2 separate regions of the Mus musculus genome follow, and region 1 is linked to region 2. A link is a contact called in public HiChIP or PLAC-seq data. All regions are on one chromosome and are shown on one strand. The core of a region is the stretch at or near the end of the contact, and the rest is flanking DNA. Distances in the headings are between cores, read along the strand shown. Region 1 overlaps Megf11 (multiple EGF-like-domains 11). Region 2 overlaps Megf11 (multiple EGF-like-domains 11).

Region 1 (3,578 bases), core at 687-3,186, 150 kb after region 2:
CCACACTCACCTCTAATGTGGCAGAATGTTCTGGGCAAAGGAAGAACCCAGCTTGGCCTCAGCGGGGATAAGGGTGGTGACCAGGAGATGATGCTGGTTACTCTCCACCCAGGCCCCACTAAAGCATGGGCATACTTGTTCAAGACCATATCTCATAGAGGGAAGCTGGACTGGACAGGAAAGGTCCCAGCTGTGCCCAAACAGGCAGAGCACCCCATTGAAGGACACTAACTAGCAAGAGTCACAAATTAGTTCAAAGGGACCAAGAATAAAGGTGAAGAAAGCAAAGGTCGGTGCACTGCAATAAGACTGGGGATCCATGAAGACACTATAAACTGCCATCACTTTGAGATTGGTCCTGATGCTACAGGAATGCAGTCAGCCAGGGCATCCAGCCTTCCTCCGTTAGGACGAGGTGTCTGCTGTTCCCACATCCAGCTGCTCATCCCACTGGTTTGGATTTGGAGACAGGCCTGCTGGTACAAGCATCTCAGTCCTACAAACCAGCATGTGAGTCTGTTGGCCTTCTATTGGATTTTCAGAAATCAGAGCCTAGGTCAGGCCCTTGGGCCCAGCCCTGGAATTAGCCAGGCATGTGATGCTCATTAATAGTAATGAATATCTCTCCTGGAAGTCCTTGAGCAGTGTGGGGTGTATGGGGCTTCTGTGCTAAGAATTGAACATTTTCCTCAAGAAGCATGGGGCACTGAGGGGGTCAGTCATGGATGAGGAAAATGGGGCTATAATGTCTACCTAGGGCGTGTAAAGGAGGTGTGGTCTATGGTATGTGTCATGTGTGATGTTTGTGTAGTTTAGAAGTGGGATATTTACTTGGTTTTATATATATATATATATATATATATATATATATATATATATATATATACACATATACATATATATATATACATATATGTGTGTATATATACATACATACATATACATATATACATATGTGTGTATGCATGTATGTATGTTTGTATGTGACATGCATGTGTCAATGGGACTACAGTATCTTCTGCAGTCCCTCCTATGGCATGTCCCTAGTATGTGGATCACAAATGGCACCAAGTATGCATGGGAAGGAATCTGTCTGTGAGTGTGCTTAGCCCGAAGGACTTTGTCACTGTCAGAGCAGTAGATTCTAGGCATCCCCATGACACCGGGGAGAATTATGGCCTCGCTTAGCCTTACCATAACATTGGTTGCAGGGAGGACAGGTGAAAAATGTCCCTGGGAATAGAGAAAAGGAATTTGACTAGCTCAGCAGAGACTGAGCTGGGCTGGTGTGATATTGAAGAGTATCTGATTAAAACAGAGACCCTCCAAGGTCCTGTGTAGGGAAAGGGCAGTTTGCCCTGGAAAGATCCAGAAAGAAGAGACATGGGCCTCAGAAGTAGTAGAAGTTAGTGGAGACCGAATGAAGAAGCAGACCAGGGGGCAGAAAGGGAGGCATGGGGCTCTCAGGACAGTCAGCCTGTGGGAGTTGGGATGTGGGATGCAGGTGACTCAGGGCCTACCAAGAACACTTCTTGTCACCTCTGCCTGGACTCCCCAGGAAAAAGATATCCCCACCCTCTACCCGACAACTCGTCAGCCACGGACTCAGCATTCCTGTCTGCTTTTCCTATAAAGTGACCGTGTTCCAACTAGGACACTTCTGAGACTAAAGGGGACTATTAATAATTATGCCTGGACAGCAAGTACAAACTGGGACTGTCAAGTCTGGGCATGTAGAATGTCCCAAGGCTTGGGGGGCAGAGGGCTAGGGATAGAAGTGACAGCCTTTCTGTGTCCAGGCTCAGCCTGGCAGACGAAACCTTGACCTTATGACCATGGTCTCTGCAACCTTGCCTGGCCCAGCTTCTAGGACACTCAGAGAAGCATAACTTCCTGCAAATATACCCAGAGGAAGTAAGAGAAACCCTCCCCCAAGGCAGGACAGTCCTGTTGACATGTCTACCCTTTTCTAAAGCTCAGCTCTACCCACAATCCCACTGTGTGCTCTGACCACAGGAAATCTTGCCAGGATTTTCTAGATAGAGACAGGACCGGATCCAAGTTCCCCAGATAAAACTCTTCTTCCCACCCCCACACCTTGTATTTGTCTAACATACATTTATTATTTGGCTTCTTAACTCCTGCATTGTGTGAGTGGCATTACACCAATATTACAGGAAAAAGGCTTAAAAATACAAATAAATCACCTTGGGTTCAACCACCCTGGAAAGATAATTAATTTCATTTTTTGCAAAGTCCCTTCTGATTCTTGTCAGCATGCCTATGTTTTCATTCCATTGTTATAATGTGTTCATAATTTTGCATTCTGGGTCTTTCATTTCACATTTTTATCATATGCATTTTCCATGAAACATTGTTTTCATCAATATTTTAAATGGCTGCATAATAGTTTGTTGAGTTCATATACCATAATTTACTTAAACAATTCCCCTACGGTTGAACATTTCAGTTGCTCCCCATTTGGGGCTATTACAGATAATGTTGCAGCAAACATCACCGTGCATATGGAATGCTGGCTACTCCTGTGAATGGCTCCATTGGACAGGATGTCATGATGGGGATTACTGGGTCAAAGTAAACGAGGGTTTTTATAACCCTGGTCATACTGCTTTCCAAAACAATTGTCCCAATTTTCACCACCATCAGTAATGGTGTACCAGCTCCAGTGTGCCATTGTCAAAGTGACTCTTATTGTTTTTCCTCTCAATTGCTAATTTAGGAGGTGTGAAATGGGACCACTATGATGATTTAATTTACATTTATTGGTCTCCTAGCAAGGACAGATGTTTTTTTATGTTATAAAAGGCTCTCTGTGTGCTAATGTGTTCATGTATATGAGAGCATATATTCACATGTGCATGTAGGCATCTGTGAACATGTGTGTGTACACATGAGCTCAGAAGCAATATCAGATATTTTACTCAGTTCCTTTCCACATTATATTTCAAAAGCCGGGCGTGGTGGCACATGCCTTTAATCCCAGCACTCGGGAGGCAGAGGCAGGCGGATTTCTGAGTTCGAGGCCAGCCTGGTCTACAAAGTGAGCTCCAGGACAGCCAGAGCTATATAGAGAAACCCTGTCTCGAAAAAAAAAAAAAAACAAAAAAACAAAAAAAAACATTATATTTCAAGACAAGATCTCTCAATGAACCTACAGATCACTGGCTGGGCGGGGTTGGCTGGCCAGTGAACTCCTGGGATCTGCCCATCTTTTTTGTTTTGTTTTGTTTTTTCAAGATTTGTTTATTTTTATGTGCACTGATGTATTTGCCTGCCTGCATGTCTGTATGAGGGTAGCATTTTCCCTAGAACTGGAGTTCCAGACAGTTGTGAGCTACCATGGGAGTGTTAGGAACCTAGGTCCTCTAAAAAAGCAGCCAGTGCTCTTAACTGCTGAGCTATCTCTCCGGCCCAGATCTACCTAACTTGACCATCCTCTACCTAGCACTGGGATTACTGGCATGCACTTCTATACCTGGATTTTTACAAGGGTACTGGGGATCCAAATTCAGGTCCTTGGCCTTGTGTAGCAAGCATTTAATCAACTGAGCATCTCC
Region 2 (3,589 bases), core at 496-2,995:
TTATAGCGCCGAACTCCCAGGTCTCCTCTCCATTATTGCTCCCTATGGCCTTTTGCCCATGGTGCCCCATGCCTGCTGTCTCTAAACACCACCAGCCCTCAGGGGCCAGGCCTCCTAGGTGGTTGGTTCATTAGAGGCTTTTCTTCTCAGAGGACAGTTCTCTCCCTGGTGGCACCTGTCACCCTTCAAAGCATGTGTGAAGATTCCAGATGAGAGCAAAGAGTGGTGGTGACCTTCAGGGTCAGGGAGCCTGCCCTGGAGGTGTAGCCTTGAGAGTGTCTAGGATCAAGGATAAGCCCATTCTGAGCAGTGGGCCACCTTCAGCAGACAGCTTGCTCCTTGGCTTCTGGGGGAGCAGTCAACAAAATGAGCCCACTCTGAGTCCTGTTCTGGGCACCCTCTATCTTTCCTGGCCTGGGCTTTGGGGAGGAACCTGTTGTTCCTTGTCTATGAAACCCAGCCTCATCTCTGACAGGCCCTCTGAGGCTACAGCTAAAGCCTGGTGTTAGGGTAGAATCCAATTGCTGCAGCAGGGACAATAAAAAAAATGCCAATTTATTTTATCTCAGCTACTTGGAGTTGAAGGTCTTTTTATTTTCCCCAATTGAAAATGCAAATTTATGCAAATCACATGAAAATCAGACTCTTCCCTGGATGAATAGAAAGGAGACCAAAGCTGTAGGTAGTGCCCAGGGCCTGGCATGGTGCTGGTATCTATCGGGTGTGCTGTGAATGGTGAGTAGGTGAACAGGATCACCAGAATGGTGCCCTAGGCTTCAGAGTGGGCTCAGTTGTGGGGTCATCTGGATGCCCCCCTGGGGGACTTGGTGGTCAGAATCAGTGACAGTCAGACATTCTGAAAGGAGCGAACTCAGAGTTACTCAGAACACTTCCTCCCTACTGTGATCTTTACTTCCTTCTAGAGACTTCTGTCCGTCTGGTTACCAACATGCTGGACAAGGGTCTTGGGATCCCCTGACCCTTATATTCTCTTCCTGGGTCACAGAGGGCTCAGTTTTGCTCTCTCCTGTCCCTATAGACCATCTTTGTCTTTTAGAGCCCTTTACAAAAGCTGTGCTTAGCGTCTACCCTAAATCTTTCTTGCTGCTAGAGTCCATATCACTGTGTTACACCCTCAGTCGACACATGTGACAGAGGCCTGTGACTATAGGCTAGTGTCTCCCAGAGAGCTTAAGACCCCTGGAGACTCATGTTTCTAGGAACCTGTGGGGCTTCAGCGACTTTGAGAGCAGCTAAGTGAAAAACTACTTAGCCTGGCAAGTCATGGGACGTCTCCTTCTTCCAGACTCCTTGGAGTGATAAAGCCCTGTTAAGCACCTACTAAGTGGTGGTGCTATCCATGTATGTGCCCTTTGACCCTCTCGACAGCCCTGTGAGGAGGAGCCAGTTCCCGCCTTTCCACATGGACACCAGGGCTCAGAGACTTGAGGCTTTTGTCTAAGATCACTCCGCAACTGCAGCTGGATTGGAATCACTGTTCGCCTGGCATAGGAGGCCTCAGTTCCTGCTACCCCTCCCCTCTTCCTTAGACTGGTGCAGTAGAGCGGGGAGGGGGAAGGGCTTTGGGTATGGGGCTACTGCTTACTCTGTCAGCTTCAGCCCCAGCCTTCCTGGGCTTCAGCTCTGCACAGTAGGACCTGGGTCCCGATGCTGTCAACCACACAGGGCGCTGTTCATGTTAGGGGATAGCTGCTGGGCACCTCCCTGTTCATATTGTGCCTGCCCTCAGCCTCCAGTCCCCACCCACATCGGCCATCCTTCTGCCCTCAGCCACCTCCCCATCCCAGCACACAGAGGGATTTTGAAACACGGGTGCTCTTGTTTCTTGCCTGCACTGCTCCAGGACTCAGTTTAATGCTCTGCACCCCACGGAAGGCAAGTGGGGCTCTCCCTGGGAGAACAGGGCAGCAATTAGGTTAAATAATTAAAATAACTTTTAATTTTTAAATAATTCTAATTTGCATTTGTGCAATTCACCCTCTCCCCTCCCCCCCCTCTGGCTTCCCCGGGTCCTTTGCTTATTTAGTTAAAGCTCCTGTTTTCCTTCCCCTGCTGGATAACCCATTTGCTCGGAATGGCTGTGGGCCAGCTCCACCCACAATAGCCACAGACTGTAGGGCAAATCTGCTGACTGGAGACAAGTGAAAGGCAGCCTCCTTGCAGAAGGAAGTTAAAGGAAATGTGTGAGTCCTGTCTGATTGCCCATAAGGGTGTCCACCGGCGGCTTGTTGGAGCTGGGAGAAGCCTGAGGTGGATGCCTGCTCTCTGGGTGCACGAAGACCTGCGGGGCTGTGGGGTGGAAGGAAGAGTAGAGCCTGCAACTGTGTCTGACAGGCCAGCTCTGCTCCCAGGGAAGGACCTGGGAGCATCCATTTTTCTTCAGGCCCCTTGGCTCTTTCAGCACAGGTGTGAGGGAGGCGCCAATGAGGGTGCCTCTGGGATCTTCACTTTGTGGATGTGGAGCCCAGGTGAAGAGATGCGGAGCTCCCAGAAATCTTGCCTGGGTCCAGATGCTGAACCATGGTGTGTGTGTGTGTGTGTGTGTGTGTGTGTGTGTGTGTGTGTGTGTGTGTGTGAGAGAGAGAGAGAGAGAGAGAGAGAGCATGGACTTGCCTATGTGTATCCTGTATGTGAGGGGATACCCTGGCCCTAGAGGGCTGACTGGTCATGGAGATAAGGAGAGTAGAAAGGAAGCCAGGACTGCTGTGGACAAAGGCTTGGGCAGCCCTGTCTCTAGATTCCAATCGCTCTTGAGAAATGTATATTTTCCCACGGCAAAGTTCTTTGTAACCTCTGTGTTGGAATGGTCCCAAAGCAATATGTTTTAGGATTTGGAATTGGAAGGGAAGAAAACCAAACATTTATTAACTGCTTTCTATGTTCTGTTGCTTTCATTATAGTTCATCTTATCTCGTCCTCCCGTGCACCTCGTGAACTAGCTAGTAATTAATGCAACCGCTTGGCAAGGGAACAGGCTCAGAGAGGTTAAGCAACTCAACTCAGGGTTCACAGCTAATGGGAGCCAGAGCTGGGATTAAAATGTAGATGGACCGAAGGTGGGGATGTAGCTCAGTCTGTAGAGTGCTTGCCCAACATGCACATAAGTGCTGGGTTCCATCCGCAGCACTGCAGAAACCAGGAGTGATGGTCAAGGCCTGTAATCCTAGCACTTGAGAGGCTGAGGCAGGAGGATCACAAGTTCAAGACCTTTGTGGGCTACAGAGTGAGTTAGTTCAAGGCCAGCCTGGAGAACTTAGACGAGACCCTGTCTGACAAGCAAAGAGGGCGGGGTTGGTGTTTTGCTAAGTAGTATGCCCAGCATGTGGGAAGCCTTAGGTTCAAACTCTAATAACACACACGCACACACACGCACACGCACACGCACAGTACATGGGATTTATTTCAAAGCAGCTGCTGTATCCCATTTAAGTCCTGAGCTCTGTGACCTTGGGCAGGTTTCTCAGCTTTTCTGTGTTCCAGTTTTCTTTTCTGGAAGAGTGCTAGTCATGCCAGGCGTAGCAACCGACCTGGAGAAGGAAAGAGTTCTATCAACTGCATAGGTTAATGC

Evidence for each region. HiChIP or PLAC-seq counts read pairs in DNA pulled down with a chosen protein or histone mark.
Region 1: a contact with region 2 is called in an H3K4me3 HiChIP or PLAC-seq map of bone marrow-derived macrophages, with 2.9 times the contacts expected there. The contact joins two enhancer-like sites. A contact is called at or near these places in 2 of 484 Hi-C or Micro-C datasets (the G1E-ER4 cell line and nephron progenitors), 3 of 115 datasets of contacts at active chromatin or transcription factors (bone marrow-derived macrophages, embryonic stem cells and stem cell-derived neural progenitor cells) and 1 of 9 other capture datasets (embryonic stem cells).

Annotation. Positions count from the first base shown.
Region 1 is chr9:64,598,970-64,602,547 of GRCm38.p6, forward strand. The region is part of intron 5 of Megf11 (multiple EGF-like-domains 11); the gene reads left to right. Among named protein-coding and RNA genes, the nearest start is that of Gm36311, 85 kb to the right of the region's middle. Within about 2 kb of position 1,937, at least 3 of the 459 cell types and tissues checked have an H3K27ac peak or open chromatin away from gene starts, as enhancers often do. A contact at or near this core is called in bone marrow-derived macrophages, where this site is marked.
Region 2 is chr9:64,445,581-64,449,169 of GRCm38.p6, forward strand. The region is part of intron 1 of Megf11 (multiple EGF-like-domains 11); the gene reads left to right. Among named protein-coding and RNA genes, the nearest start is that of Megf11, 62 kb to the left of the region's middle. Within about 2 kb of position 1,746, at least 40 of the 459 cell types and tissues checked have an H3K27ac peak or open chromatin away from gene starts, as enhancers often do. A contact at or near this core is called in bone marrow-derived macrophages, where this site is marked.